Linked DNA regions of Salmo salar: region 2 is linked to region 1. The links are chromatin contacts, called in public Hi-C maps. All regions are on one chromosome and are shown on one strand. Each heading gives the region's core, a stretch centred on a gene start, on an enhancer-like site or on the middle of the called end of the contact. The rest is flanking DNA. Distances are from core to core; before and after follow the strand shown. Region 1 has its middle 24 kb from the start of LOC106578491. Region 2 holds the start of LOC106570700 (TLC domain-containing protein 4-B).

Region 1 (5,979 bases), core at 68-2,567:
TAGACTATTGATATGATTTCTAAAACCTCTGTCTTCCACGATCGAAAATGGCTGGAAATCGGTGGCAATCATTTTAGCCAATGCAATATCAATTTGGCCTTGTTTTTCTACAGACATATACATTGGCATAAACTGGTCCATAGAAGACTGCGTTGCTGTGGGTCGCGGAGTAGGCCTACTTGATTGAGTGGATACATCTCCACGTGTGGTCGTGCTGGCTCCACCACTATCACTAGTAGGCCCGCTAGCTTCTCGAAGCTCCGCTACAGCTAGCTTCACAGTGTCACAACTTCCACCGAAGTCGGTTCCTCTCCTTGTTCGGGCGGCATTCGGCGTCACCGGTTTTCTAGCCATCGTCGATCCACTTTTCATTTTCCATTTGTTTTGTCTTGTTTTCCTACACACCTGGTTCTCATTTCCCTCATTAAGTATTGTGTATTTAACCCTCTGTTCCCCCCATGTCTTTGTGTGGAATTGTTTGTTGTAAGTGCTTGTGCACATGTTTACTGGTGCGCGACGGGTTTTGTTATTCTTTATGCCGTTGGTTTTACAATTAAACTGCTCCGGCTATTACCTAGTTCTGCTCTCCTGCGTCTGACTTCCCTGCCACCAGTGATGCATCCCTTACACACAGTTGGGTGCACAGTTCAACATATGCCAGTGTAGGTTGTGTGTAGATGAGATTTTGTTTTGGCAAATTCTACACTGTGCTCTAACATTGTCTATATTATTAAAATGCATCCAAATGCTACTGTGCTTCCGACTCATTTTCCAGCTGTTGTATTCACAGCTGTAATTCCTCTCTCTCCTCGGCTGCTAAGTGTGTGACTGTGAGTGAGTTGGCTCGGCCCTCCTTCACGCATCTTTGGTTCATTGGTTGACACTACGTGTCTGATTGACAGGAACAACAGGTGAGGCTTAGTCTGAGCAGACAGTCAGAACGAATCTGTGTGCGCTTGAGCATTTAGGCCTATACTATTTTATATTTTTTCGTTCTTTGAATTAGTTAATTATATTCGTTTAAATCTTTTTATTAGTCATATCTTCATTTTTTATTTATTTTTATAAATAGATTCGGCTCTTCTGATATGCGAGCCAGCTCCCAACGTTCATCTTCAAGAGCCGGCTCTTAGAGCCGACTCGTTCTTCGCAAGCGACTACATAATACCGCAAACTGTTCGGACTTTCCAACCATTTTCATAAGAACAAGCGCTCTGACGATCATGCCTCATCTTGGAGAAACAACTTTAGCGCTGCACCCTTCCACCACAGCAAGCGGGAAAGCCCCTCCCTACCTTCAGGCTATGTTGAAACCCAACACCCCAACCCGAGCGTACTCTTCAAGGAGTATCGTTTGTTGGTAGTTTCTACAGTTTTGGCACTACAGATGCCAGCGGAAGGCAAATAGTAATACGTATGTCAGACTTTAGTAGTTCTAATAATAATGTATCTATGTATCATTTCCCACATATCCTAAGGTCACTAACATCACACAAAGTGTGAACCTGATTATGTTTACATTTGATGTGGAATCTAATACTGTGCACAGACAACATGGAATAGAGGTTATTAAATAAGAATGGAATGGTCTGTATATTCACACGGTTATAGTGGAGTTCTGAAAGCTTGCGAAAACGAAACTTTGTACCATCTGATTCTAGGCTCTCCAATTACTTGCACTTCAATGTCTACTCCACCAGATGGTTCCACCAGTACAGGATACACAGGCACTGATACTATGGTTGTAAGAGAAAGAAAGAGAGATAGAGAAAGTACCATTTTCCCATTGATATCTATTTTTAACCCAACTACTAGCCAGAGACACATGACATGATGCACTAGCATAGGACGGCTAACGCTAATAACATTAGTGACAGAGATGAGATGTTAGTCTTCAGAATACCAATAAAGTGACTAACTCAATCTCTAGCTCATCTGTTTGGCTGCCCAACGGTAGTGACTCTGACTCCTTAGGTCCTAGTCAGAAGGGCCTCACAAGTTTTCCATTGTCTAATCATCACCCAACCAAGCCCTTCCCACGAGCAATCCTGATCTCTGACTGGGTGACTGAGTGAGAGTCCTTGCCTTGGTGCTCTCTCCTTGGTGGTAGTAGCCTCTGCAGCAGCTACAGAGCTGTTGTTTGCTGTGTTTCTCTATTAGATTAGAGCCAGGAATGCTGTCTCCAGGTCAGTTTCAAAACACAGTCTGCTCTTTAACCACTGTGTTTGTTTTCTTTGCCCCACACTACGGTGTAACGCTCCATCATGCGACACCTCTGAGGTCAAGGATACCAGGCTACCTCATAACCTGGTAACCTCTGCGGTTAGAAAAATGTCTCGTTCATTAAGACCAGGTGCATTATAGTCTCGAAACCTGATCATAGGCAACAATGACTATAGGATCTGGTTTCAATGGTAGACTCTTTTGGCATAGAGGAGCTACGTCACTGCCTCCGTCACTACTTTATCCCCTTGAACAAAATACAAAATAGTAGCTAGCAAGATGGAGTTATTTTTAATGAGTGCATTTCACAAGTGGCTAGTTTGCATCCTACTTTCACTAAAACCTACAGTAAAGGTTTTGCCTGCAAACTTTGGTTTTGAATCACGACGTTCTGGCATGTCTGTCCCAGTGCCGCATGATTTTTGGGGAGAGGTGTCTGTCTGAAGAGGGTCCACCCCAATTTTTCCCCCTTATCAAAGTTGCCAAAAGAGACCTTATAGTCACTGTTGCCCAGGGTCGGGTTTTTGAGACTAAGTGCAGTAGGGAACGTATAATAACCAACCATTTGAATCATTTCCAGCTCTGCAAAGTTGTGTGTGTCATCTGGTTCATAGACAAACAACAGAAATGAATTGTAAATTAATTTCAGCTCTGGCATTTGGTAAGCTGGAGGTTGGGAGACATAATGTTGGGAGACAGAATGTTGGTGCGTGTGTGCATGCCTGCATAAATGTGTGTATCTGTGTGTGAGCGAGCGTGCGAGTGTGTGTGTGCATGCATGTGTGAGAGAGCTCAGGATTATGCAACCTAACCTACCAGAACCTTCTGACCAGAACTCATCAGCTGGTGGCATTGGGGCTGCTGGGGCACTGTGGCCAAATACATGTCCAACAAAATACATTTGAAAGGAACTGTTTTGCAGGGAACAGAACAGAACGCAGTCTGTGGAAAAGTGTCGAAGGAAAACGCAGGCAAGAGACTTAAGGGAGGGAGTGGGGACTGCATACTGCATAGGGTTCCTGGTGCAGTATTTTGGACATGATTTGGATATTGATGGCTTTTTACCTGGCCCAGACTCAATCAGTCCTGTGGTGGCCTCATCCAAATGGCAAAATGGATGGTTCTAGCACTGCAGAGAAGTCACTCTTACTGACTCTTTCAGTGTGCTCTCTCATGAAACCCTCTCAAATTCCTTACTGGTTAGTGATGCCTTACAATCAAAATGAAATGAATTGTATTGGTCACATACACATGTTTAGCAGATGTTATTGCGGGTGTAGCGAAATGCTTGTTCTTCGAGCTCCGACAATGCAGTAATATCTAACAAGTAATATCTAACTGTTTCACAACATATACCCAAAATACACGTACATCTAAGTAAGGAATGGATTAAGAATATAGATAAACTCAGCAAAAAAAGAAACGTCCTCTCAATGTCAGCTGCGTTTATTTTCAGCAAACTTAACATGTGTAAATATTTGTATGAACATAACAAGATTCAACAACTGAGACATAAACTGAACAAGTTCCACAGACATGTGACTAAGAGAAATGGAATAATGTGTCCCTGAACAAAGGGAGGAGGGGGGTCAAAATCAAAAGTAACAGTCGGTATCTGGTGTGGCCACCAGCTGCATTAAGTACTGCAGTGCATCTCCTCCTCATGGACTGCACCAGATTTGCCAGTTCTTGCTGTGAGATGTTACCCTACTCTTCCACAAGCACCTGCAAGTTCCCGGACATTTCTGGGGGGACTTGCCCTAGCCCTCACCCTCCGATCCAACAGGTCCCAGACGTGCTCAATGGGATTGAGATCTGGGCTCTTCGCTGGCCATGGCAGAACACTGACATTCCTGTCTTGCAGGAAATCACGCACAGAACGAGCAGTATGGCTGGTGGCATTGTCGTGCAGGAGGGTCATGTCAGGATGAGCCTGCAGGAAGGGTACCACATGAGGGAGGAGGATGTCTTCCCTGTAACGCACAGCGTTGAGATTGCCTGCAATGACAACAAGCTCAGTCCGATGATGCTGTGACACACCGCCCCAAACCATGACGAACCCTCCACCTCCAAATCAATCCCGCTCCAGAGTACAGGCCTCAGTGTAACGCTCATTCCTTCAACGATAAACGCGAATCCGACCATCACCCCTGGTGAGACAAAACCGCGACTCGTCAGTGAAGAGCATTTTTTGCCAGTCCTGTCTGGTCCAGCGACGGTGGGTTTGTGCCCATAGGCGACGTTATTGCCGGTGATGTCTGGTGAGGACCTGCCTTACAGCAGGCCTACAAGCCCTCAGTCCAGCCTTTTTTAGCCTATTGCGGACAGTCTGAGCACTGATGGAGGGATTGTGCGTTCCTGGTGTAACTCTGGCAGTTGTTGTTGCCATCCTGTACCTGTCCCGCAAGTGTGATGTTCTGATGTACCGATCCTGTGTAGGTGTTGTTACACGTGGTCTGCCACTGCGAGGACGATCAGCTGTCCATCCTGTCTCCCTGTAGCTCTGTCTTAGGCGTGTCACAGTATGGACATTGCAATTTATTGCCCTGGCCATATCTGCAGTCCTCATGACTCCTTGCAGCATGACTAATGCACATTCACGCAGATGAGGAGGGACCCTGGGCATCTTTCTTTTGATGTTTTTCAGAGTCAGTAGAAAAGCCTCTTTAGTGTCCTAAGTTTTCATAACTGTAACCTTAATTGCCTACCGTCTGTAAGCTGTTAGTGTCTTGACGACCGTTCCACAGGTGCATGTTCATTAATTGTTTAAGGTTAATTGAAAAAGCATGGGAAACAGTGTTTACACCCTTTACAATGAAGATCTGTGAAGTTATTTGGATTTTTATGAATTATCTTTGAAAGACAGGGTCCTGAAAAGGGGACTTTTTTGTTGTTGTTGCTGAGTTTACATATATGTCAAAGTGGCATTGGACTAAGATACAGTGGCATAGTATAGAATACAGTATATACATATGAGATGGGTGATGCAATATTTACACACAATTAAAGTGACTAAGATACCGTAGAATAGTATTGAGTACAGTTTATACATATGAGATGAGTAATTCAAGATACGGAGACGTTATTAAAGTGGCTAGTGTTTCATTTCCTTGAAGTGGCCAGTGATTCCTAATCTATGTGTCATGTTGGTATGAATGATTCGGGAGATCGGCGCTGGAATGCGTAATAGGGTTTTTTATACCCAAATTACAGCGTGCCGTGTAAAGGCACAGGGACGAAGACCAAACAAACACTATACAAAACACAGGGTTGAAACCCAAACAAAAGAGCGAGGAGTACCTCGAATAAATAACACAAGAGCACAATGATTAACACACGGGACGAGACCCATAATCATCTGCGCAATCCACAACGGCACAAAAGCCAAAACACACAGCACAGGTTCTCACACGCACCAACGGACATTGTAACAATAATCGACAGGACAATGGTAAACCAAGGACACACTTATACAATTACTAATCACTGGGAATAGGGGCCAGGTGTGCGCAATGAAAGTTCCGGAGGGTACCTTGTCACTATGTCTATTGGCAGCTGCCTCTGATGTGCTGGAGATGGCTGTTTAACAGTCAGTAGTGTAGTATAGAATATAATACAGTATATACATATGAAATGGGTGATGCGACATGTAAACGCAATTTAAAAGTGACTAAGATACCGTAGAATAGTGTGGAGTGCAGTTTATACATATGTAATGCTAAATACGGAAACATTATTAAAGTGGCTAGTGATCCA
Region 2 (5,961 bases), core at 2,729-5,228, 44 kb after region 1:
AACCAACTTATATGGATACATTTAACACAGACAGTGGCTCATTAATGTGTTGTGCAGTGTCTAGTATACATACATGAGCTAATATCCACACATTGAATTTCTGAGGTCCAGCTTCTTCTATATTCCAGCATGCTGGCCCTGACGTGTTTGGTTAACAATAAATCCAAAAGCCTGATTAGAGTCCATGTCAGTACCTTTAAATATAACATGAAAGCAGAGGAAAAGGGAGTGATGGTAGGATCGTATTCTTGGTCGGAATCTTTCAAGAAACAACCAAATAATCCATTCCATTCTCTAACCTTACAGTATTTCCTAATATGGTTAAGATGAACCATATGGTGTTCCAGCACTGGAGCGGAGTGGAGTGGAGTGGAGTGGAGTGGAGTGAACATTCAGGGGGAAATCAAATGTAGAAAAGCTAAGGCTGGCTTTAGCTTAGCCTTAGCAGAAGCTACTGTACCTAACAGCTCACACAGGAATGCCAAGTACTGGGAAGGTGGATCCTTGGTCATGGTCATTTGGTTTGGTTCAATGTTTGACCTTCAATCAAAGCCATTGCACTAGCCATTGCACTATATAAAATATATAGTCTTCCACTATTCTTGGTTCTCCCAATTGTTTTCCAGTCATGGAAAAGTTGAGTGTGTCGAGAGGATCTAATTGACATATGACCTAGTCTGTTGAGAGGTAGGACCTAGGCTATCTGTCACTGCTATACGTGATTAGGATTAACATTAGCCACCTATCCGAGTGTTACTACAGACTGAGCCATGGTTTGTTGGTATGTCATTTCACCTTTAGACCAGGTGAGGTCATTGTCATATGGGGAATTCAATAAGACACCTGATTGTAAGAAAGGTGTAAACCTGGCCTCTATAAGAACTGCTTCCAAATAAGAATACATTTCCTTGTCTGAAACCGGCCTTGGGAAAACACTACTTACATCAAAATACAGCCCAAATTTATTCTGGAATGCATTATGTAACCAAGTTTATTCTAGCAAAATAAAAGTATTAATACACCCCTTTGAGCACACTTCAAACCTCTCACTGTGAAGAAGCTGTCATCTTATTGGATTGTGCTGACACATCTGGGGAAGGAAACAGGGGGGGTGATGGGGTGTGTGTAGGAGTGTGATCTCAGAAAAATGCCCTTTTATGGCTAACACATGCTTAACAACCTTCCCCTCTCCTTACAGAGACCCCCACTCCCCCTCTCTTCCCACCTGCCCAGCACCCTGGCCTGACCCCACACTTCACTGTGATTCCTCCCCAGAATGTCTCCTGCCTCCACTGTGAAACCCCCCTGCTTCCTGCCACCACTCCCACACAGACATGCTCATGTTTTCAGCATTTTAGTTATTCTCAAGAATGGATCCTGTTAGTGCTGACACAAACACTATATGCTGGAAGGAGAGAGGGAGAGTGTTGAACAGAGTCGTAAAACTTTGTATGTACTGTACATCCCTACAGTATGAGGGTAATAAACTCACGCTCTGCACCACACCCCTTTTTTCCCTTCCTCCCTCTCTCCCACCATTCATCCCTGTTGTCCAGAGCAGAGCTGCAGTTAGGCTACAGTCAGCTGGCTGTGAGGAACCAGTCAGGTCCTGCCACATCCTGTGAACAAGGCCCTTCTCCCTCTGTCCGGCACCCAGCCCCCACCATTACACAACACACAGAGGGGGAGAGGAGACGGTAGAAGAGAGGAATGGAGGAGGGGTAGAGAGGGAGGAGAGAGAAAGTTGGAGGTCCCGGTTTTTCTGTTCAGTCCTGTAAAAACCTCCCACCCAACTCTATCTATTTTTCCCTTCCTCTTCTCCTCTCTCTCTTCTCTGTCACTCCCTCTTCCCCTTTCTGTCTCTTTCTCTCCCTCCCTCAATCTGAGAATGAGTCTGAGTTGAGTGAACTGGTTTCCTCTAAGAAATTGACCTAGACCACTGAAAGGCCCATGAATCATGAATATGTAATTAATCTTACAGTACAGGAAGAGATTTTACACACCAACTGGGAGGGACTTTTGACTGGAGAGAGGACTGAAAGCCAATAAAATGTTTAACATTGTAGATTAATGCTGGCAGACAAATGTTGATAGTGATGTGGTAGCAAAGGAATCTGAAAATTACAAGTTGGGAAAATGGTACTACAACCTGGTCCCAGATCTGGCGCGATTATATTCTATTATGAATAAAACTTCCATGTCTGATCTGAGAGTGAATACCTAGAGTACTATGTCAGACCTGATTAGGCTATATGATATATTATATTATGATTCAACCTACCATGTCTGGCCTGAATCGAAGAGAGAAGGAATACACCAGGGCGTTCAGAGTGGTGACCACAGAGGAACTCCAGGACTGACAGACCTCAAGGCTACGAGGGATCCTCTGGATGGTAAACTGATGGGGGAGGGAAGTGATGAAATGAGTAGGCTCAATTGATAGGACAAAGTAAGCTAAAATGATACAAGTTACAGCAGGGACAGGTACCACAAGCAATGCTGAATACACAGAGCTAAAGATACAGCCTCTCTATGGTAAGTATTGCTGGGAAATCTTTACACCGAATAAAGAAGGGGTCGTCTCCATCCGCTGGTGAGAATGGGAATTGCACTGAGATCTCATGTCAATGAGATCTAATTATTTATTATTTTTTATTGGTATACTTTTTTGTTTCTTTTTTGTTTCATTGGTTTTCAACCTTTTTTTAATTACTTTTTTTATTATGAACACAACAAATACAAAAATATATAAACAAGAGTACATAAACCTGTCAGGGGTATTACATATCGAGTACATTTTCAATTTGTCAAAAAGTTTTATGTTGCATATTGCTTTTTTGTTTTTACATTTACTGATCATTTCAAAAATAATATTTAAATTCTATCTTAAATAATGTGAAAAGGGGTTTGTTCTCTGCCCACTTAATTTTATGGATAAAGAATCTTCCATGAAAGATAAACAAATTAACAATGAAAGTTAAATCAGGGTCCATATCATTTGGTTCAAAATAAAACATAATATCAGAGTCTCAGATTAACATTAATAGTCGTTTCTTTTAAAATAAAATCTTCTAACCCACTCCAAAATCTTCTGACATAAGAACAGTCCCAAAATAAATGGTCAAGAGTTTCTAGGTCACAACCACAAAATACACATTTGTTATCAATAGCTATTTTAAATCTATGTATAATTCTATGAATGTAGATTCATAGAAGATTTTATGAATGAGTAGATTCTGTGAATGAATTTGTATGATACTTCTTTCACCTTATTAGATATGCAATATTTGCCAGCCAACAACAAGACTTTATTCCAGTTCACTTGTCCTAGGGCTGCATTCCAGTACATTTTAGCAGAGGGAATAGTAACATCTTGACACAGTGGTCTTATATGCACTTTATGACATTTACAGTTTAAAATGTCGATTCCTTCCAGTTGTATTGAGGCTACAAAATCCTCAACAGTTGCACTTGGAGAATTGTTATATTATCCTAAAAGAAGAATAGCACCTTTAGGGTCAGCTCAAACAACAATTTCATGTCAATGAGATTTAACAACATAGATGAGTGAATAGAACTGGATTTACAAAGATCACAGCAATGAACAACTTTGTTAGGTAAGCTATTGTAAAAATAAAGGCTTCATACTTCAATCAAAGTTTTGAGAAAACGCATCTTATTAAAGAAACTTTCCAAACACGGGTCTTTTGTAGACCCACTTTCTCTCTGCTTGAACCTCGTGTGAAAATAAAAGTTCTGCACATGCGCCATATGTGGACAAAAAAAGGAATAAATTGTGGGGGACCTATCGTGTGACTGTGTGAATCTCTACTGTAGCTGTAATTCGATACCCATAGGATAAAGCGCATTGGGAAGGTCGGCTCTTTTTACTGACTCGAATCTTTTCGACTCGTTCAGTCAAAATAAAGAATCTTTCGACTCATTTCGTTCATTTGAGTCAATAATGCCCAGAGCATGCAGGACCCCCTACCGGCGAACGATAGAATACAAACTCGAAAGAGTCATGATTCTACCAGCCTCTCGTTCACCACAGGGGTTAATGAACCTGTAATTTGTGACGGAGACTTGTAAACGTATGCTTTAAACGATGTTCATGTTTTAGACATACAAATAAGATAATTTCTTGATACATTTGAAACGAGGTCTAGTTGTGGCTGGAACCGGACAAGACTGTGAACGACTCTTGGCGGAATGCATTGCTTGACTGCGGTGAGGGTGATAAGTAGGTAAGACTCAATTCTTCCGCTGCTCTCTCCTTCGCCAAATACTTCTCACATTGCAGAGAAGAAACGTCCGTGGGCGTGGCGTAGCGTTTTATCGGAACAAGGAGTCTGGGTAACCAGGCAAGGTGATAACAAAGATTATGGAGATACTGACAAGATACCTGTCTCCGCCCTAACAATGGGAGTCGTTGTACACAAAGCGGTACGGTGGGCTGTCTAGCTCCCGTCTATACTTTCTTTATATTGGTGCATATATCTCATTGTTGAAACCCTTTTTTGAATATTCGATGAAGGTTGTTGACGTTAACCACCTGTATTCAATGGAGAGAGATGCTTTGCTACTAGCCTCGTTTCATGAATAGCCAGGGCCTGGGTTTAAACAAACATCTTCTCTTTTCAGGAAGAGAAAAGCTCAATTAATAGGGGCAGAATAGCAAAGTCAATTTTTTTTATCTCTTCGAATATTATAGGCTGCAGCTCAGCTTCAGGATGTCATAGAGAGGAATCAATATATCCCCATATGCATCGGAGTCACGTCTTTCGCAGGCATAGCTTGTTGCTACCATAAGGCATCACCGAGTTAAGCATTGTTATAGAACGCTTGATATCATTTGGATACGTTTCATTTATTTAAAGCAAACAGTAGATATCCTTTTTGCCATTTTCTTTAACAGCCAATTAGTCCAATACTGTCGCATGCACTGATTAAATACCTCCGTGTCTGGGAAGGGTTTGGTTTGTTTGGTTAAAACCAGGGCTCGATGGTTTTAACCAAACCCTTCCCAGACACGTATGTATTTAATCAGTGCATGCGACAGTATTGGACTATTTGGCTATACCGAAATCAACAACTGCCATAATTGTGTCTGTCAAACAGGTAGGCTTAACACGTATTTATTGGAATAGGAAGAAACAGGCTCAAATTATGTAATTCTATGATTATGCCAATAGACAATGTTGGTGCGTGCACATCTGCATCGGAGTTACAATCACTATGCAGCCAACTGCCTATAGTAGGAAACCGAGTTTCTTATGAACAATTTGTCACCTGTTATCACACATGGCATAATCCCACAATTGTTACTGTAACCTCGGGTGACGTCAACCGATTGAAACGCTATTAGCGCGCACCACCGCTAACTAACTAGCCATTTCACATTAGTTACACTCACCCCCCTTTTGACCTCCTCCTTTTCCCCAGCAACCAGTGATCCGGGTTAACAGCATCAATGTGGCGCATTGGCCGGGAATCGAACCCGGGCCTCCCGCGTGGCAGGCGAGAATTCTACCTCATTTCGTTGGAGCAGTGTAAAATAAGCTTTATGTCAATGATCCAGCCTTAACGATTTTCGTTTATTAACATATCGAATGTGAATTTTATTAACATATCGAATTTGTCCAACATCAGTTTCAGCATTTATTTATTTTGTCTCTAAAACGTGGCCTCTTTCCTCTTCTGTTTTTTCCCCCCAAAGTTACCGGGATGTCATGTGTCCTACTTATATCAATACACTTGTAACAACTTAAGTATTACGAAACTTATGTTCGATCAATTAAACCTCACGTAGCAAAAAAAGCCATTCATTTCTGTTGGCCAAATTCGACACTCATTGGACATCCATACAAAAACTCCTTGCTTGGTGGGAGAAACAACGAACAAACGCCACCTGCTGGCGGGAGACCCATTTTCCGCCAAATTGGGCCTCTCTCTTCCTCT

Evidence for each region. Hi-C and Micro-C count contacts between places; a contact is called where the count stands out from the background.
Region 2: a Hi-C map of gill shows a contact between it and region 1, with 5 times the contacts expected there. The contact joins the promoter of LOC106570700 here to the enhancer-like site in region 1. A contact is called at or near these places in 2 of 3 Hi-C or Micro-C datasets (gill and muscle).

Annotation. Positions count from the first base shown.
Region 1 is chrssa19:13,846,079-13,852,057 of Ssal_v3.1, forward strand. No RefSeq gene overlaps it. Among protein-coding and RNA genes, the nearest start is that of LOC106578491, 24 kb to the right of the region's middle. Within about 2 kb of position 1,318, at least 3 of the 13 cell types and tissues checked have an H3K27ac peak or open chromatin away from gene starts, as enhancers often do. A contact at or near this core is called in gill, where this site is marked.
Region 2 is chrssa19:13,887,898-13,893,858 of Ssal_v3.1, forward strand. It overlaps LOC106570700 (TLC domain-containing protein 4-B), which reads left to right and starts at 3,979. Exons shown (of 7, transcript XM_045702113.1): 1 at 3,979-4,247. It overlaps LOC106578493 (a long non-coding RNA gene), which reads right to left. Exons shown (of 3, transcript XR_001322465.2): 1 at 5,417-5,961; 2 at 2,282-2,398.